7 separate regions of the Mus musculus genome follow, and all the other regions are linked to region 1. The links are chromatin contacts, called in public Hi-C, promoter capture Hi-C and targeted proximity ligation maps. All regions are on one chromosome and are shown on one strand. The core of a region is the stretch at or near the end of the contact, and the rest is flanking DNA. Distances in the headings are between cores, read along the strand shown. Region 1 holds the start of Bscl2 (Berardinelli-Seip congenital lipodystrophy 2 (seipin)). Region 2 holds the start of Spindoc (spindlin interactor and repressor of chromatin binding). Region 3 holds the start of 2700081O15Rik (RIKEN cDNA 2700081O15 gene). Region 4 holds the start of Fen1 (flap structure specific endonuclease 1). Region 5 holds the start of Rtn3 (reticulon 3). Region 6 holds the start of Plaat3 (phospholipase A and acyltransferase 3). Region 7 holds the start of Rab3il1 (RAB3A interacting protein (rabin3)-like 1).

Region 1 (3,479 bases), core at 623-3,122:
GGGCAGGTAGTGAGAGAGCAGCAGTGAGGGTGTGCACAGGGGATGCAAACAGCAGACTGACTCCCCCACTGTCCAGGCAGTTGGTATGCGCCAGAATCAGCAGCTCCTTCTAGCATCCTTCATCCTTCAGGTACCAGCCATCTGGGCAGAACTTAAGCTGTGGAGACTGAGACCACCCCTCCAAGGATCTCGTCTGAGCATCTCTAGTGACCTTCTCTGCATTAACTGTCAGTGCTACGGATATTTTTAGCTCCAAGTCCTGGCAGGGTGGGGCACCTATCTGAGGCAGGGTTTGGTGCCCCCTCCCCACTGACCCTACATCCCTGGCTGCCGCTGCTGTTACTTCAGGTGAGTAGAAAGCAGCTTTTTTTCTCTTCAGGGCTTGAGGGGGGACAGGTGGCTGATGTGATTTCATCAGGGTGGGGCTCTTTCTGACTGAGGCTTTCATTGCTGGTAACATATTTGGCTCAAAGACTTAAAATCCTTAAATCGTTTGTATAATTTGATGACCAGGACCCAGGGGTTAGGAGAATATTTCATTTTATCTTCTCCATTCTCCCTACTTAAAAAAAAAAAAAAAAAAGAAAGAAAAAAAAACCTGGGATGGCCACTGGAGAATGGGGGCACAATCCCAGGTGTGTGGTTGTGAAGAGCTGAGTGTTTCAGCTGACTGTCTTTACTCCAGGATGAAAGGGGAGACCCCCGTTAACAGCACTATGAGTATTGGTCAAGCACGCAAGATGGTGGAACAGCTTAAGATTGAGGCCAGCTTGTGCCGGATAAAGGTGGGTGCGACCCTGGCTCCCATCAGCCCTTCAGGGCTCAGCTGTGGGTTTGCAATACCCTCCCCTCCCCCCTCCCCCCAAGAAAAGATGCTTCTTTTCTTGACACCCTGAGGTCAGTGGCAGAAACTGGGCTTTGTCAGCAAAGTTGTTCCCGAGGACTGGCGTTGGGGGAGAGGGCTGTCTCAAAGGGCACTAGAAACAAAAAGATAGTCTATTGGAGAAGAGAACTGCAGTCCCTTTCAGGAATTCTGGTTAATGTATCCCTTCCTGGCTGGGTTCCAGGTGTCCAAGGCAGCAGCAGACCTGATGACATACTGTGATGCCCACGCTTGTGAGGACCCCCTCATCACTCCTGTGCCCACTTCCGAGAACCCCTTCCGGGAGAAGAAGTTCTTCTGTGCGCTCCTCTGAAGAGCGGTGGACCTCCTCTGAACTCATCGCCCCCTCCCAGACCCGCCCTTAGATTGGAAATTGTAGTAGATCACTTCTACCCGCATTTACCCGGAGATTATTTGAAGCACAAGGCCCTCCTTACCCATGTCTACCCCATCTCCTCACCCTTTCAGGCTAACTCCAAGCACCTTCTACTCTATCTATAAAGGGACCCCGCTAAACTGCCAAAATCCTGCCTGTTTCCCTCGGTGATCCATCCGTTCAGGCAATGGAGAGGGGGATGCCCGGGTGCTCACCTGGAGCTATGAAAGGTAAAGGCATTTGAAGAATAAAGTCATTCAGAGCCTCAGAGGACAACGTCTGTGTTAGCGTTCTTGGGAAAGAGGATCCTTAATCGATACACTTGCCATATCCAGGGAACAGGGCCAGTCGAGCCCGTTAGACATTGTAAGGATTGGAGATCGCAAAGTATAAGGTGCCCGAGCGCCCCCAGTGGGGGGTTGTTAAAACGAGCGCTCAGAAGCCGCGGAGCATTCACACGAGCGCGCAACGTAAGCGGCGAGAACCACACAAGGGCGAGCAGGGTGGGTTTCCGCAGGCCCAGGGACAGCAGCCCCGGGGGGAGGTGGCCCGAGAGGCCGTGGGGCGGGACAGGGCGACTCGGCGCGGCAGCCAATGCCCAAGATGGCGGCTGCCTGTTCGTACCCGCATGGAGGCACGCGCCGAGGGTGCTCTTAAAATGGCGGTCCCCAGCGTTCCCAATAGGGAACGATCCCTTATGCGATCCTCTGGTCTTAAAATGGCTGCCCCTGCCCTCTCAAAGTCAGAGTCAGGTTCTCTGTCCCATAGAATCTGGAACTAGACATGCTTTGGAGACCAATCACGGGGAGTGGGGATGGGGAGACACCTAAAGCAGTCATGGGTTCTTAAGTTCAGTGTGGTGACCAACACTCCGGAGGTGTTGGACACACACAGAGGCAGATGGATCTCTGAGTTCCAAGCCAGCCACGACGACACACAATACACAATGAAATCCTGACTTAAAACAACCAGTCACTAGGACTGGGACCCAAGAAGCCCAGAGTGAGTTTTGCATAAGAATCTCGCCTGAGTAGAGGTTCCCTTTGAGGTGTATGTAATAACACAAATGTGTTAAACAGGCCATCTTGGAGCACCCTGTTCCTTGGTCTCTGTGGGATCTAAATAAGTAATAAATTTGTTTTCTTGTTGAATTGGGGCTTTTTTATTTTCTCCTCAAGGTAACTGAAAACATCACAAGGGTTCAGAATGTCGTCTGACTGGAAACCATGTCTCAAGAATGCCTCCTAGAGTGAGATCCCGGCAAAGGGTTAGGGGATCCAGGCCACCGCCTAGAAGCTTTTTGGTCTGAGTGAACGTACATATATGTTTTGGATCCTGGGCTACATTTAAATGTCCTAGTTGTTTTGTTTTTGTTTTTATTCTTTTTGGTTTTTCGAGACAGGGTTTCTCTGTATAGCCCTGGCTGTCCTGGAACTCACTTTGTAGACCAGGCTGGCCTCAAACTCAGAGATCCGCCTGCCTCTGCCTCCCTGAATGCTGGGATTAAAGGCGTGCGCCACCATGCCCGGCTGTTCTAGTTTTAGGTGACAAATCGTTCTGGGTAGGAAGGTCTAACTATTCCCTGGGTGTCATAACCAAATGGCTGAACAGGTACAGGTGTTTGACTGCAGGCCCAGTGAGTTTCAACCATCAAGGTGGTGGGGGAGAACTCAAGAGTTTTTCTGACTCCACAAGAGTACCCTGCACACTCTCTCTCTAGAGCGCGTGCATGCGCACACACGCAGACTTCAGTATTTTATAACCTTTGCTCCTTCTTTCTTGTGAAAACCCCAGGAAGGATCCTTGTTATAATCCCTGCCTGCTTACAATGTCTAGAATGCAATAGGTGCCTAATACCTAATGAATGTTTTTTTCTATGTGTATATGCTTAAACTGTACACAGGGAGTAGCAAGAGACTAAAAAGACTAATCTCTATCAGCTCAGATGTGGTAAAAAGCCAAAAGTGCTTAAAATGTGTTATTAGGTTAATCCTTGCCCTACCTTATCCTCTAAAATACCCATCTTAGTTTTCTCATGCAATTTGATACCTATTCAAATTAGGAGTGACTATCTGGTTGAGGAGAACCAGGCCTAGCAACTCGTACAGACAAGGTGTAAGCTGTTTCAGAGTAGGGCTAGAAGAGGGTTCTCAAAGGAGTCACATGGTGGCTTACAAACTGACCTTAACTCCACTTCAAGAGGATCCAATGCCCTCTTCC
Region 2 (3,479 bases), core at 395-2,894, 1.5 Mb after region 1:
CCCCGAAGCTGTTGCTCTAGCCTTCAGACAAGTACTCTGGTGCACAACCCATAAGAAAACAAATATATATAATTAAATAAGAATCTGGTGCAATACTAGGGCTACCCATCGCTTTGGAATCAAACAAGAAATAGGAACCACAGGGTGACCCAAGTGACAGGGTGACAGAAGGGCTGGAAGCCCAACAGGGAAGTGACACAAACCAAGGACTCACAAAGACACTGGAGACACAGCCTCACCTGCTCAGGAGGAGTTAGAACTCAGGAGGGACAGAGGGAGGGAAATAACAGGCTTTTCTTTTTCTTGCCTTTCAGGCCTTAGTCACAATCTCCCGGAAGCTTGAGTCCTGTAGCCAGCCCACTGCAAAAACAGAACAGACTACCTACCCAGAGGCATTGGGCAAAAAGCAAAGAACAGCCTTTAGGTAAGAACTATCCAGGCCTAGGAAATTGCTTGATTTGGAGTATCTTTTTAGTACTGGGTACATTTCAAAGTAATAGAAATTTCCTCAGTTCTTTCTATTGTGGCTGCTGTATGTGGTGTCAGCTCAGACCTTTAATCCTTGTGCCAGGGGAATGGAGGGAGGAGGAAAAGGTTTGGGGCAAGCAGGGTTACACAGATTCCAGGTCAGACTGACATGAAAGTGAGTCCTTATCTCAACAAAATAAAAGCTGGTTATGCAGTGGATGGGGGGGGGGTGGGTATGCCCAGGGCGCGCGCGCACACACAAACACACACACACACACACACACACACACACACACACACACACACAATATACGGTAAGTGAACTGTTTCTCTTCTGTCCCCTAGCCTCCTACATCATCCACAATTACTGTTTCTGGGCTGATAATTACTGTTGGTAGCACTTAAAATCAGAATTTTGAGTGCCAGACATTTTTGCCGTTTCTCAGCTGAAATCTAGCGTGTCTGGTGTGTGTATGTGTGTGGGGAGGGGATGTTATGCAGAAGTGTAAGTGCCCATTGTGACAGTCTTCACTCAGGCACGAATGCCAGGCAGCAGCGCCATAGCAACCGGATCCCGGTCTTGGAGGCTCTCAGGGGATTTGCTGTGTCCTGGGAAAAGGCCACACTCTCTGGACTCACGTTTTTTGTTTTGTTTTGTTTTTAACGTAAATTATATCCATCGGAAGCGGTTTACACACGCCCACACGCCACTCTTGTCCTCTTCATCTTCTAGAATCTTTGTTTAGGAGGATCCAAAGTGATTTTTCTTTCCCTAAAGCGTATGTGCTAGTAGAAAGGAACGAGGCCCAAAGAAATTAGAAGAGATGTCTCCACACTTCTGAGCCTATGTATCCTTCACACATCCCCACCGGTCTTTTCTCGTCTGTGTTGCCTCCCAGGCAGGCAGCTAGTCAGGGGAAAGCCAAGAAGTAAGATGCCGAGCAGCCCTTTCCTCCAGCCATTGGTGGGGATGCCCTACCGGGTCTCCAAGGCTGCCGGCGCCGCTCCCAGGAAAACTCCAGGCTTCGCCGCCGAGCAAACCGGCCAGAGACAAACGCGCTGCACAGGGTTCTGGCCCAGACCTGTGGCTGGGGCGGGGCTAGGGGGCGTGTCCTCACGTGATTGGCCAGCCTGGTCTGGAGGCGGGACTGCCGGACGGACGCTGACAATGAGCCTCCATAAAAGGGAGCGGCGGGGTTGGGGGCCCCGGATCGAACCCTCCCCGCCCGGGGTCGTGACGCGTTGAAGCCCGTGGCTGGCGGGGCGGCCGGGCGAGCGGCGGGTGAGCTAGGCGAGCCGCGGGCCCGGGGTGGTCCGGGGCAGGAGGCGGCCGCCACAGGCGGTGCGCCGAGGTCTGTGCGAACGTCCTCGGCTATCCGGTCGCCCTTCTTCGCCTCGCCATGGCCCTGAAAGCCAAGGGCGCCGCGGCTCTGGATTGCTTCGAGGTGACGCTCAAGTGTGAGGAAGGGGATGATGACGACGAGGCCGTGGTGGTGGCCGTGATCCCGCGGCCCGAGCCGATGCTCCGAGGTGAGGGGGGGGACACCTCACTTCCGCTTGGTGGTCCGGGACTAGATCTCCAGGTCCCGGTCCCCGGTTCCCGGTCCCCAGGCGCTTCCCTGGGCCGGCATCTGCAGCCCCAGAGGGCCCTTCCCTGTCCGGTCCGCGGCTACGGCGCCCTCGCTCCTCCCCCACCGGGTTTGGAATCCCAGGCCTCTCGGAGCCCCCCTTCCTCCGCCGCCCCTCCCCCGCTCAGGGTCTAGAGACTTCCATCCACACCGAAGGAGCGGTTCAGGTCTTCCGGTTCCCTGCGCCCCCTCGGGCCCAGAGTAGAGGCCGGATTCCCAGTACAGTGGTTTGTGCCCGGCTGTTGTCTCCCGGTTCCGGTCTGTTTCTTAGGCCGAGGGGCGACCAGGCCTCTAGGCCCCAGGCTAGTCCCCCGTAGTGATAACGGAGGTGAAGGCTGGCGCGGCTGGCGACCTCCAGAGAGGGGAAATAACCCAGTAAGTAGAAGCCTCCACCCGTCCTCAATCCTCTAGGCCTTCTGTTTCAGGAGCCACAGGTGTCAAGTCTAAAACCCGGCATTTGAATGGAATTGCTAGTAGCACCCCGTTTGAGAAAAGCGGGACTTGCTTGGGGGTGGGTAACAAGCCATGTCATCTACATGGAGATTAGTCACCAAAGGAGGTGTTTGAGGGACAATCTGGGAATACATTGCTCTCCCTTCCCGTCCTCCTTCCCCAGCCTCTCTGGTCCAAAGGAGAAAACAAAGAGCTACCTTTGTGGAAGATAATTAGTCATGAAAAATGCAAATATTTCCTTAGGGTGGAATACCTGTTTCCCTTAAGCATGACAGTACCCAGAATAGATTGAGAACCAAATTGGTCATTGTGTTTCTTTAACTCATTTTTGGAGATGGGAGGGAAGGTTAGGAAATTGGGGGGTGGGGCACATTCCTCTCACTGTTTGGTGCATCACACAGGTTATTTTTTACTTGTGCTGGTTTATAGAGTGCTTAACCAAGATGGCTTCATCACTGTGAGAGGGAAGTAGACATCTACAGAGGTTCATTCTTCAGCTTTAGTGGGCAGCTATATGCCAAGCATATAGCTTCAGGCAGAGCTGAGAATGGTAAACAGTAGGGACCAGGGTAAGTGAAACCCTGCTCTTAAGTGTGCATCCAGTGGTAGCCAGCAGGTAAATATCGAATAGTATGTTAGGTGGCAGTGAGTTCTCTTTGTTGTGTGTGTCTGTGCCTGTGTCTGTTTGTCAGTTGCGTCAAGTATGAAGAGATCTGGGCAACTCTTGGGAGTCAGTTCTCACAGCACTGTGGCATTGAATTTGGTTCATCAGGGTTGGCAGTAAGAGCTCTTACTAGCCCAGTCTTCTCCCTGCCCAGTAATCAGTTCGTTTAGAGACTACAGAATGGGGATAAAGAGAAATGAGAGGCTAGTTAGAATTTGTTTCTCTTGTTAGGAAAAGTATCTCTAGTAAGAATGAAAGAGAGCTTA
Region 3 (3,479 bases), core at 565-3,064, 1.4 Mb after region 1:
TCTTCAGACTGGGGAGCAGCCACCACCCATCACACCCATTAAGTCGTTCTAGTTTATCTCATTTGTGCTAGCAGGGATGTGGTTGCTGCCAGCCCTCCCAACAGTGTGCACTTCTGGGGCCTCTCCAACCATTAGTGTTCTTTCACTTTGTCAAAGACACCCAGAGCCCTCCTTGCAGTGCTGGCTGACCATTTTTTATTTAGAAAACTGTCTCCTGGCCACAAAGACGAAACAAGCAGACTCTGGCATTCTCTCAGTACAGAATCCCAGAGTCAGACAAACAAATGACAGGATCAGAGAGGGCTCTTGTCCTCGTGTGGAGTTGTTTGGTTTTTTGGTTTTTTGGGTGTTTTTTGTTTGGTTGGTTGGTTGGTTTGGGGGTGGTTTTTTTGTCTGTTTTGGTTTGAAGGTTTTGTTTGTTTGTCTTCCATTACTTTTTTTTAAGGTAGAGGTATAGAAAAAACATTAGATTCAAGATCTGGCTTCACTGGTGCCTTGCCCAGTGACCTTTGGTAGGTCAGTCACATCCGCTCTCTGGGCCTATACGCCTTTGTCTGCAAATGCACTGACTGAATAGCTAGCATCCTACTAAGCATCTTTCCAGTGCAGGACCACTGTTAAATCTAAGGCAGACTGGCCCTTTAAGAGCAGAAAGAAGAAAAAAATAAAAGAAAGAAAGAAAGAAAAAGGAGGAGCTGAGATTTTTTTCAAAAAAATAAAAAGGGGGGGTGGGGGGCGGGGGCTTATAGGGAGAGGAGCTCAAAGAGTAGAGAGCACTCTCCCTAGTACGGATGGAACCTCCGCTGATCTAAAGGCAATGAACCTTACAGAAGGGAGACAAAAAAAAGCAGTTGGTTTTAAGGGCCAACTAGGGCCGGCAGGTCTTGGTACAGCTGACAAACTGGGGCCAAAATCGATTCTGAAACGCGACAACGCACGGGTGGGGCATCCACCTTCGTGTGCGAACCCATCCCTCACTAAGACCTTCCCGACGTGGGGTATGACAGACGGGGGCCCCCAGGACGCAGGCTGCGCTTTGTTTCTCGTAGCGTAACCGTGAAGGGAAGAGTTCACGTCTCCAGCAAGGCCACGCAGAAAGGGATGGCATAACCGAGAACAGCGGAATCCCGAGCTATGCTACTCTGGGGAAAGCCTCAGAAAGGGACAGAGGGACTGGGAAGCCTTTAAAAGACAGACCACCTGGGAGTGTGAAAGAGAAAGGGCGGGAGCCGCAAGTTCCAGCACCTCGACTCCCACGTCGCTGCCCCCCCCCCCAAAAAACGAGCAACGCGGGGCCCTTTAAGGAGCAGGGATCCGCCCCAGCCCGGCGGGCAGACCCCGCCACGGGCAGGGAGCGCCCCGCGGGCCTTGTAGCTGCTCTCTGCGCCCACCAGGTGGCGCCCCGAGCCGCCCTGCGCTCGTCCCCCGCTTTGTTCGGCGGCCGAGAGGGGCCCGGAGCCGCAGCCCTCCCCTCCCCCACGCCGGGGCCCCCCACCCCCGGTCGTCGGCCCCAGATCTTACCGCCGTCGTCCTCCTCGGGCTCCGTGCCGCCGCTCGCTGCGGTGGGCGGCAGCCGTCGGCCCCGTGCCGAGGTCACTGCGGGCCCGGGGCCGCCCCTGCCGCCGCCGCTCCGGCTCCGGTGGTCCCCGCCGGGCTCCATGCGCTGCGCTGCGGAGCGGGGGCCCCGGGGCGGCGGGGCGCGGGGCCGCGGAGCCAGCGGCGGCGCACGCGGGGCGCTCGGTGCGCGGGGCCCCCGGGCGCGGGGCGCATTCACGGGCGGCCGGCCGCACGGACGGCTGACTGCTCGCTCGGCAGCGCGGGCTGGACCGGGGTGGGGATTCCTGTCTGGGGCCCCTGGGGCTCCTTTAAGGGCTCCTGGGTAAATTTAAAGGGGCCGCGCGCAATTTCCTCCTGCCAGCTCGCGGGGGGCTGGTGCGGGGAAAGCGGGAGGTGGCAAGTCCGCAACGGGCGCTTGTTACGGACGCGGGGAGCACGGTCCTCAGCGCCCTCGTGGGTCCGCCCTGCCGCGTCCGCAGCTGCAGCTCCGGCTGGTAAAGAGTCGCCGAGGTGACCAGGGGCGCCCGTGTCCAGTCCGCTGCGACGCGCTTCAGCCACCGCCCCCTCGGGGCATCTCCGAGCGCGGCTCTCCGCAGCCCGCTAGCAGGGGACCGCCCGGTGCGGCGGCACCGTTCCCCTCTCCGGGGTGCCTCGTCCTCCCGCAGGAGCTGGGCGCGGGCCCCAAGCAGACGCGCCTGGCAGGGGCCCCAGATGGCCGCGGCCCCGCGGAGAGGGTGGAGCCGTGGGGGCTGCCGCGCCCCCTCCCGCGGGAGCCTGGGGCTAGCGCTGGCAGCTCTGGCTTCTACCGGGGAGGGGCGGCGGGGCGAGGTTTCCCTGGAGCCGGCCAGAGTGAGGGCGGCGGCCGCGAAAGCGCAAGCCGGGAAGAGGGGCGCGCAGAGGAGTGTAAGAGAGCTAGCACGCTGCGCCTGGCCAGCCGGCGTTCCGAAACAGAGGTGGCCCTGGGCTGGAAGCCGGAAAGAGAGGGAGACTGCGGCGGTGATTCAGGCTCCTGCCCCCGCAGGCCTATAGGTACCGGGTGAGGCACTCCGCTCAGCCCCGGGCTCCTGCACAGGACGAAGGTGCAAAGAAGGGACTGGGATCCTGGTGATGGGCAGCTGGAGATTCGCATCCCTAGGCTGGAAAACCCTGGGGCGAATTCTGGCTTCGGCCGAGGGACACCTTCAGGTCTCAGGCTCCCGGTAAGCCTGGAGAAGGAACCTCGAAAGGTTGTAGGGTCGAGGCAACCTGGGGTCCTGCCAGGGCCAGCTGGAGAAACAGGTCCTCCCTTAGCCTTTGGTTAGTCGTCCACAACAAAGCAGAGGCCTGGAGATCCAAATTACAGGATGCCAGAGACCATGAGGGTCTAGAAGTGGGTTTTATTCCCTCCCTGTCGGGGAGGCACACCACAGTCAAAGAAGGCACCATTCATGGAGTCATTCTCACACTTAACACCTACTATGTGCTACAAGAGCTGACACTCTGGACATGCAGCAGTGAACAAGATTGCTACTAATGCGGGTAACTTAGACATCCTCAGTTTATAAAAAGGAAACAGTTTCAGCCCCTTGGGAGTAAGGAAACTATTAAATTACCCGACCCACAGGAAACCATTCTCCGAAGTGTATATGCCAAGAGGACAAGAGTCACTGGTGGAAATCACACACACACACATACACACACTCACACGTAGTCTCCGGAATGACTTGGGAGAGATTTCACCTTGGGGAAATATAAGTCCCTTTCCATAGCACTGCTCTCCCACGGTTGGCTGCCCTTCAGTTCACCTCTTGGACTGAGCAGAGCCACATGCTCATGGGACGGATGAATGCCGGATGCACCACGAAGTGGAAGGTTGCTAGGCCCAGGAACACAAAGAAAAGGACAAGGAAATGGCCTTTACATCTTACCATGTAAAACCTAAA
Region 4 (3,479 bases), core at 357-2,856, 1.4 Mb before region 1:
AGGGTAAGCAGCCCTAAGGCTTCTGGACATTTCTCTTGTGTCCATTTTCCATCTTGCGGTGTGTGAGTTCTGGGGTTACCACATCTGGCTTTTGTTTGTTTGGTTTTGAGACGGGGTTTCTCTGGGTAGCTTTGACTGTCCTAGAACTCACTCTATAGACCAGGTTAGCCCCAAACTCACAGAGATCTGACGGCCTCTGCCTTCTGAATGCTGGGATTAAAGTCATGCACCACCATCGCCTGGCCACACCTGGATTTTAAAAAGTAATGTGGGTTCTAGGATCCAACTCAGGCTATCAGGCTTGCACACCAAACCCTTTGCCCATGAGCCATCTCCTAGCTCTACATCACATCTTAAAAGTAGGGACGTGGCAGGCTTTGTGGTAGAACATTTGCCTAGCATGCATGAAGTCTTAAGTGTGATCCCCAACACTGGGAAATAAAACAAACAACAATAACAACAAAGAATGGCAGCAGCCACTTTCAGTGAGATAAGAGCAGCTAAGAGTCAGAGGATAATGGCTCTTAGGGGTTTCTAGCTAATGATCACTATGTAAGTCATGGATCTGTCTGGGGGAAGACACCTAAAGAAAAACGCTTGCCCACAATTCCCACTGCTTTTGGATCTGTGTCCAGACTCTAAGCCGTTAATTTGTACAGGAAGCCGGAGCCTACACTAGTACAGACAGCTCAAATTCTAATGTAGGAGTACTGCTTTTCATTGCCTTAGGGGGGAGCCACGGGGATCTCCTGGCAGAAGACAATTGGGATAATTCTGGCCCTACTGAATCCTCAGTCTGAGTTAAGTAGTTATAACACTGTTTGTGTCACAGGGCTGATGCATGATTGGAGAAAGATGAATGTTGACACATCTAGTTTACTGCCCGGCACAGAGTAACTGCTCAATAGGTATTTGTTTCCTTCCTAAAGTTGCAGAGAAGACGATGAGATAATCCCTGTGAAAGGGCTATAAACGTAAAGTTCTGTACAAATGTTAACTTCCATTGTCACTTTCTTGCCAATGTTTCTAAAGTCCAGAACATAACAACTCCAGAGAAGTAGACTGAGCCCATTGTTCTAGGAGACACAGGAATTCAATTCAGTAAACAATTATGTCCCCCTTCCCCCCTAAAAGAGCCAAGGACAATCGCTGCCATTTATGGAACCTCCAAATGCAGGCCCAGTGTTGGGCAACAGGAATACAAAGACGAATAGACATCATCCCAGAACTAGATGCACGTCAGATGGTGGTCACTAGGAGGCGTGGCAGATTAAAAAAAAGAAGTCCAGGAAACGTGGCAAGAGGTGTGTACAGACTGAGAGCTCCCAGAAGACAAGACAAGTACCTATGAGAGTTACAAGTGTTTTACCAGGAAATGGTATTTATACAAGGGCCTTGCGGGATAAGTAAGATTTCAGCAAGGGAATCCTTCCAGATAGAGATAACTGATCATAAGAAAGAAAAATAAAAACGCGAAGGTTTTCAAAGTGCACCCTGTGACCTTCAGAATTATAGTCAACAACATCATAAGCACATTGTGATGGAAACCTCAGCCTGAGGAATACACGGTAAGGGGCTTGCTTTCCCGTCCCTAACTCAAACTAGAGTTTCAGCGGCGTCCCACCCACCGGGCACTCCATACTGAGGCCTCCGCGGAAGAACGCGGTGAGGACCGGGCACACAAGAGCCCTAGGTCCTGGCCACAGCACTGTCCGTTAACTCCCATCATCTCACCATTTTGCCCCGCACAGGATAAACCACCGATCCGCCACCGGAAGAACACGTCGGCAGGAGCAAGCGCACTGAGCAACAGGAAAAGGATGTGGTCCCTTGCGCGTGGCATTGTGGGACTTGTAGTCCCATGTTCTCAGGAGTAACGGGAACTAGGACTATGCGGACCTGCTGTGAGTAGCATGGAGTCGGACTGTGGGAAAGGGTGGTGTGAAGTTTAGGTTTTAATTCATTTTTTCCCCAGAAAGAACGCCCACTATGAAAGCTGCTATCGGACCTGGTGGGGCATACACTACATTTCCCAGGAGGCTGTTCGCGCCTGGCAGATCACGTGACGAGAGCGCGGGCTTTGGAAGGCGGCGAAGCTGGGAACGATACTGAAAGAACGGGCTCGGGACTGTCCAGAGAACGCTGTGGACTCCAAACCACTGCTAGCTGCTTAAGGCTCGTGCACTCGAGACGGGGTGAGGTCTCGCGGAAGCGTCTCTGAAAGCGGCAGAGCCGCGGGAACAGCACCGGGCAGCCCGGGCTTGGGCCATTCGCTCTGCTCCGAACATTCCTCTTCGCCGGTAGGAAGAAGGTAGTACCCTCCTTCCAGTGAGGACTCAGAGACCAGAGCGTGTTCATCCTAGGGCCCTTGTGAGGAGTATGGAGCGGGGAAGTTCTGTGCCTTTAATAAGGAAATGGGTTCATGTTCTGCTGACATCCAGAGACAGTGCTTTCTTGTATTTCTGACTGAGGCAGGTGTTGGAAAAGCCCCAAGGACATTTCTGGTGAAGGGAAGTCTGGAAGACTCCGTAGAACAGTGGGGCCCAGTTAATACGGTGATTAATCAGTAGGCCTCTGGGGAGTGGGGAGCAGGGGAACTAGGTGTGTTTTTATCCTGCCTGCAGCCATTTCATTTAAGGCTTTGCTATCTGGAAGGTCCTGTGGAGGCGGGACTGAGACTATCAGGACAGAACAGGTTTCCCTCTGTGTGACATGATGGGTGGTAATAGCCTGTATTCATTCTAGCAACGTAGTAAGTGAGGTGTGAACCATATGGTTGACTAGGGAACATGGCACGGCATCTGGTGATGTGTGTATTCCATCTGGGTTTTTGGTTGACCGGTTCTGCAAGGCAGAAATGGTTATTCATTCTTATTTAACAACTCAGAAGTGACTTGTGTTACACAATCTTGAAGATGTAGAGCACTTGCTAGCAGGAGTGAGGGCTCTAGCTCAGTCCCCATTGTTATACCCACACACAGAATACCAGATTCAAGGATGAGTTTTTTATTTGATTTCTGGTCTGAGGATTCAACATGGGACTCCATGCATGCTAGGCAAGCCACTGTACCAGGGAGAGCTACAGTCTTTAGCCTTAAGACTGAGTTTTTGCTGCTTGTATTCTTAGAGGAACCACAGTAATACGAACCAGGAAGAAGTAAGGAAGGAGGGCAGGAAGAAGACCAAAGAGAGAAGCAGGCCTCTTCACTAGGCTTCTGTGCTATACAAGTAACGTGTGCTGAGGTGTTTGTAGTCAGGAAGGAAGGGGACTATACAGGGCCACTTGGGCTTCAGAAAAGACACAGTGAAGTAAGACTGGGAACAAATTAGAACAATTGACAGGACTTTCTTTTTTTTTTTTTTTTTTTTTTTTTAAGATTTATTTATTTATTATATGTAAGTACATTGTAGCTGTCTTCAGACACTCCAGAAGAGGGAATCAGATCTCGTTACAGATGGTTGTGAGCCACCATGTGGTT
Region 5 (3,479 bases), core at 696-3,195, 1.4 Mb after region 1:
ACTTGGAGGCAGGAGCTGATGCAGAGGCCGTGGAGAGTGCTGTTTACTGGCTTGCTCTCTAGCTTGTTCAGCCTGCTTTGTTATAGAGCCCAGAATCTTCAGCCCAGGGATGCTCCTACCCACAATGGGCTGGGCCCTTTCCCATTGATCACTGATTAAGAAAAATATCCTTTAGGCTTGCTCACCACCTGATCTTATGGAGTCATTTTCTTTTTCTTTTCTTTTTTTTTTAAAGATTTATTTATTTTATTTATATGAGTACACTGTAACGGTCTTCAAACACACACCAGAAGAGTACATCAGATCCCAGTACAGATGGTTGTGAGCCACCATGTGGTTGCTGGGATTTGAACTCAGGACCTCTGGAAGAGCAGTCAGTGCTCTTAACCACTGAGCCATCTCACCAGCCCTGGAGTCATTTTTTTTTTTTTTTTTCCAGAGACAGGGTTTCTCTGTTGTAGCCCTGGCTGTCCTGGAACTCACTCTGTAGACCAGGATGGTCTTGAACTCAGAAATCCACCTGCCTCTACCTCCCAAGTGCTGGGATTAAAGGTGTGTGCCACCACTGCCTGGCTGGAGTCATTTTCTTAATCAAGGTTCCCTCTTTTCAGATTTCAAGGTAACATAGAACTATCCAGCATGCCTGACTTTAACATAGACTTTAAGAAAAAAATACTTAAGCATTCACCAAAATAAGTAATTGGATTCCTGATTACTGGCATACAGTTCCCTTTGCCATCGTTCTCTGGCACTCAACAGCATCGGGGGACAGTTTGCTGCACTATCAATTGATGCCTGCCGTTGAGTGACAGAGTAAGATATTTTCCAGAGTCATTTTGGGAAATATCCTGGATCGTTTTCAGAACACTGCAACAACCAAGATGCTATCTGAGCTTTATTTGACCTTAAAAAACTGTCTAGGACAGATGCGGTCCACAGCTTGTTCCCCATCTGCAGCAGCCTGCTTGCCTAGCGCTCCCTCTGTGAGTTAGCATCTTTACAGAATTTGCTGAATCTGCAATTGCACTTTGGGTCATAGATTGCTACTTAGCAACATCAAATCCCACAGCTTTATCATCATTATGTACTTAAAATTTAAAAAGAACAAAATTTGACATAAATTGATGTCCAGTTTCAAATGTCATTTTTTGGGGGACTCATCTTAGGACATGAATAAAATTCAGTATTATGAGTATCTGTGCCTCATTTTTAATACCTCATTTCATGTCCACTCCATTCCCCCAGTCCCAACCAAGACGTTTTCTCCTGGTTTTCCTTTCCTCGGCAGCTTCTTTTTTATTTTCCAAAGTATGTTTTTTGTAGCTCAGAACATAGCTCAGAGAAAAGACAACCTGAAGCCTCTTTGGGAAGAAAAACAAGATAAAAATATGAAGCCGATTCTGTGCCTGCATTGCAATGTGATTGGAATGAGTAATAGTTTCTCATTCTGTTTAGCATCTTTCTCCACCTATCAAACATGGGACTGTACCATGCCTGCCTCGGTGGGGCGATATTACGACACGACCAGATAATTCAAAAAGAACATTACAGAGGGGGGGTCTTTAAATATTGTACTCTTTGGAGTCACAGGCTGGTACGTATCAGGCAAAGACATCAATTAGGATTTATAATAAAAAATTTGTAGCTTATGAAGGCATAAAGAAACATAATCTGCCAGCTAGAAAACATTCACATAAACAAGTGGAAGGTGGGGAGACTGGGCACGGTTAATCTGTAGCAGGGGCTGCAGTGGCGGGCCGGTTCTAGAGTTTAGCCACGCCCCTTACGTCAGGCTTTCCCCCATTCCCCCACCCCCTACCCCTCACCCCCGAGAGGCCTGCCCCACCCGCGGGCCCAGTCACTGCGTCCTTTCCTGCGGGAGCGCAGAGGGACAGTTCTTGCGCCTGCGCATTGCGTCGCTGCGCGCCTCCGAGGCCGCCGCCCGCGCGTCCAGGCTCTTTGTGCGCATGCGCGCTCGCACTCCTTCTCTCCCTGCGGAGCTCGGCTGAGTCAGTCAGTCTGTCGGAGTCAGTCTTCCGAACAGGCGTCGCCGGGAACTTCGGAGAGCCAGCTGCTGGATTATTCTGTGTCCCCTCCCACTCTCCCGCCCTACGTCTCTCTTCACCCTTCTCCCGCCCTTGCTCGTACAGCCATGGCGGAGTCGTCAGCGGCCACTCAGTCCCCGTCAGTCTCCTCGTCGTCCTCCGGGGCCGAGCCGTCAGCTCTCGGCGGCGGCGGCGGGAGCCCTGGAGCCTGCCCCGCCCTGGGGGCGAAGAGCTGCGGCTCCTCGTGTGCGGGTGAGGCGCGCGTGGGGCTTGGTCCCTGGGGAGCGCGAGCTACTGGGTCTCCGGGAAGGGGCGAGCGACCTGTCTGGGCCGTGGGCGGCTTTAGTCTCTTGGCGGGCATTTGAGGAACAGGCTAAGGGGGAGGGGAGCGAAGGACCGAGGTGAGGAAATAACGGGGTGTGAAGAAAACAGGTTGGGGGCGGGGTGGTGAACTAGAGTGGGCGTTGACGCTGACCCCCTGCAAGGGAGGGCACCGCAGTGGGGTGAAAACGGAGAAAGGCTATGTGCACCCAATGGATCGAGTGCTGGAGGCCCGAGAGCCCTAGGGTGGGTCGGGGGGTGGGGGTGACTTAGAGCAGGATTAGCGAGCCTCAGGGGATTGTGACAGGTGGGACGTAGGAGAAATGAAGTCGCTAGGATTTTGAGAGGGGTAGTGGTGGAAAAGGTGGCGTTGCAGGTTTGCAGACCGGTTGACACAATCTTAAATGGATGATATAGCCTTCCAAAAAAAAATTTTTTTTTTTTTTTGTTCGCCAGAAGGATCAGGAAGTTCTGTTACTGTTTTTGGCTAAACTGAATGCCAGATTTTTTTTTTTTTTTTTTTTTTTTTCTGAGACTCTGAGGTAGATGAGGCGTGATGAGAATAGCATGGGAAGATTTGGGAGGGAGCTGCTGATAGTCCAAGATGGATCCTTGGCTGCATCTGCAACACAGCCGGCTCTTCACCGGTGGTGCATCGTGGGGGTGGGGACACGCAGTCAGTTGCTATATTCTAGAAGATAATAAATACAGTCTTGCCAAGCCATCACCATGTTTTGATTTCTTGTTTTCGATGGCCTATTCTCAATAGCAGCATAACAAAAGGGAACGATTGCTGCAGGGGAAAGAATTCAGACAAAGCCTGGGCTGCTTGAACCCCCTTCTCTCTTGTGTGTGAAAAGACTAGGAGGGACGCTGGCGGCCTCCTTTAGTTTCTTTTGTATACAAGTCTGCCTGCTGGTGGGAGCTGACTGGCAAGCTCGACTCAGATCAGAGAGATCTGCAGTGCAGATGCCTTCTTGAGGAAAAATATGCACCACTGGCAGGTGGTGGTTCTTAAGAGAACTGAGTCTTTGGCGAAAAATTCGGTTTGTCAAAGGAAGGATTTTAAGAGGTTTAGAAAATGCTTTGTTGACTCCAGCGCAGTCTTGAATT
Region 6 (3,479 bases), core at 623-3,122, 1.3 Mb after region 1:
TGCAATTGGTGTATATTTATTTCTTACTGTTTTAATTAAAAAGTGAGTGAGGTGGCTTATAAAGCAAAGGAGCTTGCTGCCAAGCCTGATGACCTGACTTCAAATCCCAGAACCCAAATAGCGAAGAGGGGAACTAATTCCCGCAGACAGCTCCCTGACCTCTACATGTTTGCCACGGCATATGCATGCCCCCCAAAACACATACACAAACACACACATACATATACACAAACATGCTTTTTAAATTGTCTACTACAACAAAATTATATCAACACACGGTTACACAGTCAAAACACACAACTGAGACAAACATGTATTTTTATGAGTCAGCTCCTCACGGCTCAGCAGAGTTCAAGCTTTATATGGAAAATATAAAATATAGTGCTAACTTCTGTGCTCTTGGGTTTTCCCGGGTTCAAACAGAAAGCAAAACAGCCTGGCCTCACAGTACCAGAAACAGAAAGTGCAGCCTGGAGTGACTCTGCTGCTATGAGAACTGTTAGGTTTTAAGTGTTGTTTTCACTTGGGAACCGAATAAACTTGAACTTGATTATAATCCCACACCAGTACTCAGCTGGAGCACAATCCCAAGAGGGTTGTCTGCAAAAACCTGAACCAAATCAACAGTCTTGTTAAAATGAAGAAGACATTTGCCCTGTTCCAATCTCAAGACATCATGGGTTAACAAAGATGCCGGGGGCTGGGATGTGGCTCAGTCGGTAGAGTGCTTGCCTACCATGCAGGAGGGCTTCACAAAACTGGGTATGGGGCCTCACACCTATAATTCCAGCACTCAAGAGGTGGGGGCAGAGAAACCAGAAGGAAGAAACTGTCCTCGCTAAATAGGAAGTTTGAGGCCAGTCTGGGCTACCTGAAGCCTTGTCTCAAAAACAAAAGCAAAACAAAAATCAGAAAGAAAAGAGAAGGGGGGATGGAGGGAAGAAATGAAGGAAAAGCCAGAGCTGAGTGTTTGCTGGCAGCAGGGATGGCCATGGGTCAGCTGACAAGACAAAAATAAGCAGAATCAACTTCAGACATTCGACCCAGGAACCTGCCCAGGGTCCGGGTTTGGTAAGAAGACCCAGCCCCCAACTTCCCCCCCTCTACTGCTTTCTATTGAGCATGTTTCAAGCAGGGTGGCAGCCAACTGCTGAGGCTCAACAGGTGGCAGCTGACCCACAGCTCATACCTGATCCCCCAAGGGTTCAAATGTAGCTTCCTCACTACAAAGCTCCTCTCTTCAAAACAGCGAGTCAGACCCGGAGAAAACAAGAGTCACCATTAAAACACTACACCCATCCCTGGCCCACCCTTGGCTTCTCACGCTGTACTTACTATGGGTGCTAGCATTTTCCAGGATGTGTGAGCTTCAATTTCAGCTTAGCAGCAGCGTGGATGCCTAAGACACAGAGGGGAGCAAAGCTCATTAAGTCTCTAGCAAGTCTCCAGGAGCAGGGTAGCTTTTAGCAGAGCCCTCCAGAAACTTCCACCAAACTTCTCCAACTTTCTCGCTCTCCTCCGCTCTGACCTGAGCTTGCCCTTGAATAGACAAATCCCTCTCTGTAGGGCAGAAGCGGCTCACGGGATCCTTGGTCACCAGCAGGGTTCCTGGCCAGGCAGGCATTCGTGCGCCCCTGGCTCCTTTTCTCCGCGTACGGCGGATGGCAGACAGGTGGCAGCTCTCGCCTGGCTTGTTTACGCAGCCGAAACACTCTCCGCCTCCCAGACAGCCCTCGGGGACCCGCAGAGGCACCCGGGCTTCTCACCTTTGCTTGGGTCCCAGAAAAAAACTCTCCAACCTCCTCGCGCCCCAAGTAGGCAAGTGGAGGCCAGCGCAATGGGGACTGGTTTAATGGCCGCAGAGTCCAGGCTGAGCCAGATCACCCCGCCCCTCCTCCTGTAACTGGCTAATGAGAGCGTCGCCAAGGGCATGCCACTACTCAGTAGTCACTTAGATGCCTCCCTCCCGCTGCGTTCCCGCCTCTCTGCTCCTCTGCCCCAGATTCCCCAGCCCTTGACAGCCTATACACACTCCTCATGGAAGAACATGTTATGTCGAATTACATTTAATCTTTGTACATGAATCATACCAAAAGGCTATTTTTTAAGAGTAATACATGCCTGAAATCCTAGCATTTGACAAGCTGAAGCAGGAGGATTGCCATAAGTTTAAAGTTAGCCTGAGCTACTGTTTGAGATCTTCTCTCCAAAATAATAATAATAAATAATGATGATGATGATGATAATAATAGCCAGATGTAGTTGTTTATGCCTTTGTTTCCTGCACTCAGGAGGCAGAGGCAGGCCCATCTCTGTGAGGCTAGCTCCACATAGTGAGTTCCAAGGGTGCCAGAGCTATGCAAAGAGACCTTGCCTCAAAAATCCAAAATATAATAATAAAAATAAAAATAATGACAACAACAGTAATGTGGGGTTGAGGAGCTGGCTCAGGGGTTGAGAGCACTTGCTGCTCTTGCAAAGGGCCCCGGATGGTTCCCAGGATCCACATGGTGGCTCACAACCATGATTAACTCAGTTCCAGGGGATCCAATACCTTCTTTTGACATTGTTACTCATGAGGTACAGACCTGGTACATGTGCACACATACTGACAAAACACACATAGAGAAGACAGCTTGCACAGGGGTTTCAGCCAATAGAAAGTCTTTATTAGCCTGGCTGTCAACTACAGTGGGTGTTCAGTGTAGCACTTAGCTTTTCTCAGAGTGAGCTTTTAAACACAAAAACCATGTTCTGGGTTGGCATTCTTCAGTTAACAAGAACAGTTAGCCAAAAGCAGGCTCACAGAAGCCAAAAATAAGATTAGTACACCTGGCCTCTGTTTTAGCTTTGGCAGGTGGTGCTGTCTGCCTGAATGATACTTCCATCATGGAGTCAGTTGTGCTAAAGTCTTGGGGCCCACTAAGTCTGAAGCTCTGTTACACTCATAAAATAAATCTCAAAACATTTTTGTAATTGAAGGAGTTAAAAAAATACACTCCCTGGCATTTTGATTGAGGAACATGAAATATGTAATTTCTTTTGATTTCCTTTTCAATATTCAGAGATTACTTTATTCGTGTTTGAAATCAAATCCATGAACATAAAAGGTTAGATGTTTAAAACAGTATATTACCATTGCACAAATGAAAAAAGAAAAAGAAGCATTCTGGACAAACATGGCTACTGTTCATTTCTGTACAGTGTTCTTTTCTCTTTCTTAAAAGCAGAAGATGAGGCTCTGCATGGTGGCACATGCCTTTAAACCCAGCACTCAGGAGTTAGAGGTAGGAAGATCTCTGTGACTTCAAGGCCAGCTGGGGCTACACAGTAAGATCCTGTCTCAAAAGCAAAACAAACAAATAAATCAGGAATCGAAATTCCCAAATGATGGCTTCTCTCACTAAAACAGAAAGAAACCATCACCCAGAGGCCCTGGACTCTACTCCCAGCACCACTCCAAAAGGATAGCAATAACT
Region 7 (3,479 bases), core at 393-2,892, 1.2 Mb before region 1:
CCAAGGCCCCTAAGTCCCCAGAACATTCTAGACACTCAGACTCGGATCCCTATGTCCAAGGGCTGGGAAGACGGCTCAGTGGGTAAGAAGGCTCTCTGTGTAAGCCTGAGGACCCAAGTTCAGATCCCAGTGTGGTCATCATATGCACCAGCAAGCTCAGCACTGCGAGGGGACACAGCACCGTGAGAATCACTGGCATATACTCGCCACCAGCTTGGCTCAACAAGTTCCAGGTTCAGTGAGAGACCTGGGAATACAGAGAGAGACAGGACACCTGACATCTCCTCTGACCCTCCTCCTCCCCCAAAGTGCTCAAGCTGGCTCCAACCCAGAGAAGGGGGTGTTGTTACCCTGAGGGCCATACAGCAATTGTCTCGGTCCACCCAGCAGAAAGGCTCACAGCTTCCTTCAGACCAGGCTGCTCCTCAAACACACAGCCCCAGGCACATGCATTCCTCCAAGCACAATTGCCTCCACCAGAGGCAGGCACCAGGAACCCACCCAAAACACTTCCCAAGCCTAGCTAGCCTCCTTCCCTGGAGCAACTCTCCAAGAAACACAGGCTGACTTCTGCTCCCTCTAAAAGATCAAGCCAGCCCACACCCCACAGGAGCTCAGTTCTAGTGCCCTGGCCGTGTCGAAGCTGCATGGTTCCCCTAGCATTTCGACTCCAATCAGCTGGGGTCCGTGAGAGTAAATAGATCTCACCTGTTCCCCTCCCCAGGGCTCTCCTCCTTCCGCCTATCCTCTGCCTATCCTGAAACAGTCCTTAGCAGGAACAACCGCAAGACCTAGTCTTTGCAGTCCTGGAAGGAGGAGGCGTTTGTCTATTTAGACAAGAAAGAACATCAACCTATGTGAACAGGGAGCAAGGTCTCCTCCTATTAGACTGGCCAAGAACAGGAGTCAGCTTCAAGAACCGATGGCCCTAACAGATGGAAGTGAGGATGAGGGGTGGGAAAGGGGTTCACCCAGGACTCAGGGTCTGTGCCTATCTCCCTCCAGACTGTGGGAAGGTACCACCCACCTCACATCTTGAATCAGAAGGTTCTAGTCAACTAGCTAGGGATGGACCTTGGAGAGACACAGCTAGCTTTCTCAACTGCACTGCTTCTCCAGAGTTCATGGGTGTGCTCTCCTTTAAATACGTGCCCCAGATTTACTTTTGAGGTATGCATACTACTATGCACCACCCCCACTACCACTTCTCTCATGCACTCCACTGGAGCTAGGAGTTGGAGGGGGTCACCCTTCTCACCCTGGGGCAACTCAGATCGGTCCTGCCAAGGTCCTTTCAGCTCTCGGGCTGCAGTGTGTCCTCATGCTACAATGCACCTCGCTGCTGCAGGCAGGGCTGAGAGTACAGATTATCTCCCAAGTGGGGTGCAAACAACAGCAGTGAGCCCCTGTTCACCCATCCCAGGAGGCCAGCACGGCCCAGACGGAGCGCAGAGCCACCGGCGTGCAGGGACCTACCCGCTCCACATCCCAGCGTCTCCGCCGTAGCCGCGTCCTCGCGCGCCGCCAACTCTGCCGGGGGCCCCAGAGCTGCCCTGCCGCCTGTCAATCGCTCCACCGCCAGTCTGTCCCGCTGGCCGCCCTGGGTTTGCGGCTCCGCCCCACCGGAGCCCTTCCCCTGCCCTGGGCGGGTCACGTGTCTGAGAGGCGGGCCCCAGGCCACGTGCCCGGTCCCGCCCCTTTGCCGGCCCAGCCCTGTCCCTCTTGCTGCCTGGGGACAATGACCCGCCAGAGTGAACGGGACTGGTTCCATCATCTTGCATCCAGAGCTGGCCTCCGCCTTTCCCTATCACTTTCTGCCTTGCACTTTTGGTCCACCCTTGTTTGAGAACCTACAATGGCTCTCGGGGGTGGTCTCAGCTCTGTTTCTCGCTCAGATTGTCACTCAAAGTGGACAAACAGCTCCTGTACCCTCATTCAGACTTCTAGCCCTGTTACCGGTCTCTGGAGCTCTTAGATGGCATCAATCCCTGATTGACACTGGGCTTCTGGGAAGGGGGCGGGGCAGACCCTGAACAAGTTATCATTCGTTGAGCAGTTTAAGCTAAGAGAGCGCTACCTTGGCCCAATCTTACCAGCTCTACTTCCAGGTCCCTCCTCTTGCATCTCTGAATACTCTGTTCGTCCCTGCCTTTCAAGCCATCCTAAGCACAGGAGACGTCTCTGCCAACTTCGCTAGCACCTGTCTGTCCCAGGTACTTAAAAAAAGATTTGTAAAAAGCTTAGTCACCTGTCCCTCAGTTCCTATGCCCTCCTTTTATCCTGGCTCTAACCACTGACCTGAATGAAGTTCAGCCTCAGATCAGGATCCAATAAGTAGAGCCCATAGTCAACCTCTCCTTGAGTACTGCTAGACCAGCTCCCACAGGCAGCGTCTACAGTGCTCCCTGGGCTTGTAAGAACACATTTCACTCATCCATCTACACAACAGCCGCCCCTTCTGAACTGCTAAGGACCACGTGAAACGAAGAAATTCTCCAGGCTGGAACCCCAGCCTCCCTCTCTCCTTTCCCTTAGCCCCCTCTTCTCTGAGGGTGTTGGTCATGTACCACCTAGATTGGTCTCCAGCTTCTGGGCTGAACTAATACTTTCTCCTCAGCTCCCTCAGTGACTACGACCACACGCTTGGCTTATGGAATTCCAGTATGGTAAATGGTAGGAGAATGGGAGACCTGCTTTAAAGGACCTCTACTGCCAGAACCTTGACTTGCCTAGGACCCATCTTCACCAACTAATAGTGGCTCTTTTCAAAACAGAAAAGCCAGGGTGTGGTGGCACACACCTTTAATCCCAGCATTCTGGAGGCAAAGACAGGCAAGATCTCTGAGTTCAAGGCCAGCCTGCTCTACAATGTGAGTTCCAGGACAGCTAGGACTGTTACACAGAAAAACTCTGTCTCAAAAAGCCAAAAAAACAAACCAAAATAAAACCCTGCAACAACAAAAGAACCCCCCCCCCCAAACAACACAACACAACACAACACAGAAAAAGAGTTAGGCTGGAGATGGCTCAGCCAGAAAGGGTATGCATTGCACTTACAGAGGACCCACGTGTGGTTCCCAGCACCCATATCAGGCAATTCAAAACTCTGACTCCAGCTACAGGGGAATCCTATGCCCTCTTCTTCCCTCTTTTGGCCTCTGTGGGCACCTGCATGAGTGTGTAGAAATCCACAAATGAACATACACACGTAATAAAGTATTCTAAAGAAAGACAAGATGCTCCTATCTCAGCTTATAGGAACAAAGACTTGGTGAGTGGAATCCACGTCTTTGCCCATGGTTGGCATCTTCTCCATGGAGAACCTAGACAGCTCTCCATAGCATCCTTTTCATCTGACAGAATCTCTCAGCCCAGGTCTTCTACGTCCTTCCCTCACTATAGGGTGATATTTACCAGGCTTCTCCTGAGCAAGGACCAACCCTTGGGCTATGTTCCTCCACCCAATCCAGCCCAGCTTA

The links. Promoter capture Hi-C pulls out the DNA fragments that hold promoters and counts their contacts. A called contact is a pair of places that touch in the nucleus more often than the background predicts.
Region 2: a contact with region 1 is called in a Hi-C map of B cells, with 6 read pairs. A contact is called at or near these places in 4 of 39 promoter capture datasets (cranial neural crest, hippocampal neurons, liver and 1 more), 1 of 484 Hi-C or Micro-C datasets (B cells) and 2 of 130 datasets of targeted methods (differentiating embryonic stem cells and pancreatic cancer cells).
Region 3: a targeted proximity ligation map of stem cell-derived neural progenitor cells shows a contact between it and region 1, with 7 times the contacts expected there. A contact is called at or near these places in 1 of 39 promoter capture datasets (stem cell-derived epiblast-like cells) and 3 of 130 datasets of targeted methods (embryonic forebrain, pancreatic cancer cells and stem cell-derived neural progenitor cells).
Region 4: a contact with region 1 is called in a targeted proximity ligation map of oligodendrocyte precursor cells, with 6 times the contacts expected there. A contact is called at or near these places in 3 of 39 promoter capture datasets (the C10 cell line, hippocampal neurons and pre-B cells) and 4 of 130 datasets of targeted methods (large pre-B cells, oligodendrocyte precursor cells, pro-B cells and 1 more).
Region 5: a contact with region 1 is called in a targeted proximity ligation map of embryonic forebrain, with 4 times the contacts expected there. A contact is called at or near these places in 6 of 39 promoter capture datasets (the HPC-7 cell line, cranial neural crest, embryonic stem cells and 3 more), 1 of 484 Hi-C or Micro-C datasets (embryonic stem cells), 6 of 130 datasets of targeted methods (astrocytes, embryonic forebrain, embryonic limb bud and 3 more) and 1 of 9 other capture datasets (liver).
Region 6: a contact with region 1 is called in a targeted proximity ligation map of pancreatic cancer cells. A contact is called at or near these places in 1 of 39 promoter capture datasets (hippocampal neurons) and 1 of 130 datasets of targeted methods (pancreatic cancer cells).
Region 7: a contact with region 1 is called in a promoter capture Hi-C map of hippocampal neurons, with 5 times the contacts expected there. A contact is called at or near these places in 4 of 39 promoter capture datasets (the HPC-7 cell line, hippocampal neurons, liver and 1 more), 1 of 484 Hi-C or Micro-C datasets (pro-B cells), 1 of 130 datasets of targeted methods (pancreatic cancer cells) and 1 of 9 other capture datasets (embryonic stem cells).

Annotation. Positions count from the first base shown.
Region 1 is chr19:8,835,860-8,839,338 of GRCm38.p6, reverse strand. It overlaps Bscl2 (Berardinelli-Seip congenital lipodystrophy 2 (seipin)), which reads right to left and starts at 1,872. Exons shown (of 12, transcript NM_001136064.3): 1 at 1,475-1,872. Gng3 (guanine nucleotide binding protein (G protein), gamma 3) reads left to right here and starts at 93. Exons shown (of 3, transcript NM_010316.3): 1 at 93-348; 2 at 686-785; 3 at 1,068-2,410. The coding sequence starts at 687. The coding sequence ends at 1,196.
Region 2 is chr19:7,381,191-7,384,669 of GRCm38.p6, reverse strand. It overlaps Spindoc (spindlin interactor and repressor of chromatin binding), which reads left to right and starts at 1,644. Exons shown (of 6, transcript NM_001033139.3): 1 at 1,644-1,998. The coding sequence starts at 1,869. It overlaps 1700105P06Rik (RIKEN cDNA 1700105P06 gene), which reads right to left and starts at 1,667. Exons shown (of 1, transcript NR_045703.1): 1 at 1,109-1,667.
Region 3 is chr19:7,415,960-7,419,438 of GRCm38.p6, reverse strand. 2700081O15Rik (RIKEN cDNA 2700081O15 gene) reads right to left here and starts at 1,814. Exons shown (of 5, transcript NM_175381.6): 1 at 1,522-1,814. The coding sequence starts at 1,660.
Region 4 is chr19:10,202,520-10,205,998 of GRCm38.p6, reverse strand. Fen1 (flap structure specific endonuclease 1) reads left to right here and starts at 1,606. Exons shown (of 3, transcript NM_007999.6): 1 at 1,606-1,904; 2 at 1,980-2,311. Tmem258 (transmembrane protein 258) reads right to left here and starts at 1,797. Exons shown (of 4, transcript NM_026919.1): 1 at 1,735-1,797. The coding sequence starts at 1,737.
Region 5 is chr19:7,481,757-7,485,235 of GRCm38.p6, reverse strand. Rtn3 (reticulon 3) reads left to right here and starts at 1,945. Exons shown (of 9, transcript NM_001003934.2): 1 at 1,945-2,297. The coding sequence starts at 2,153.
Region 6 is chr19:7,555,852-7,559,330 of GRCm38.p6, reverse strand. It overlaps Plaat3 (phospholipase A and acyltransferase 3), which reads right to left and starts at 1,872. Exons shown (of 5, transcript NM_139269.2): 1 at 1,767-1,872; 2 at 1,336-1,399. The coding sequence starts at 1,350.
Region 7 is chr19:10,016,357-10,019,835 of GRCm38.p6, reverse strand. Rab3il1 (RAB3A interacting protein (rabin3)-like 1) reads right to left here and starts at 1,642. Exons shown (of 10, transcript NM_144538.3): 1 at 1,477-1,642. The coding sequence starts at 1,487.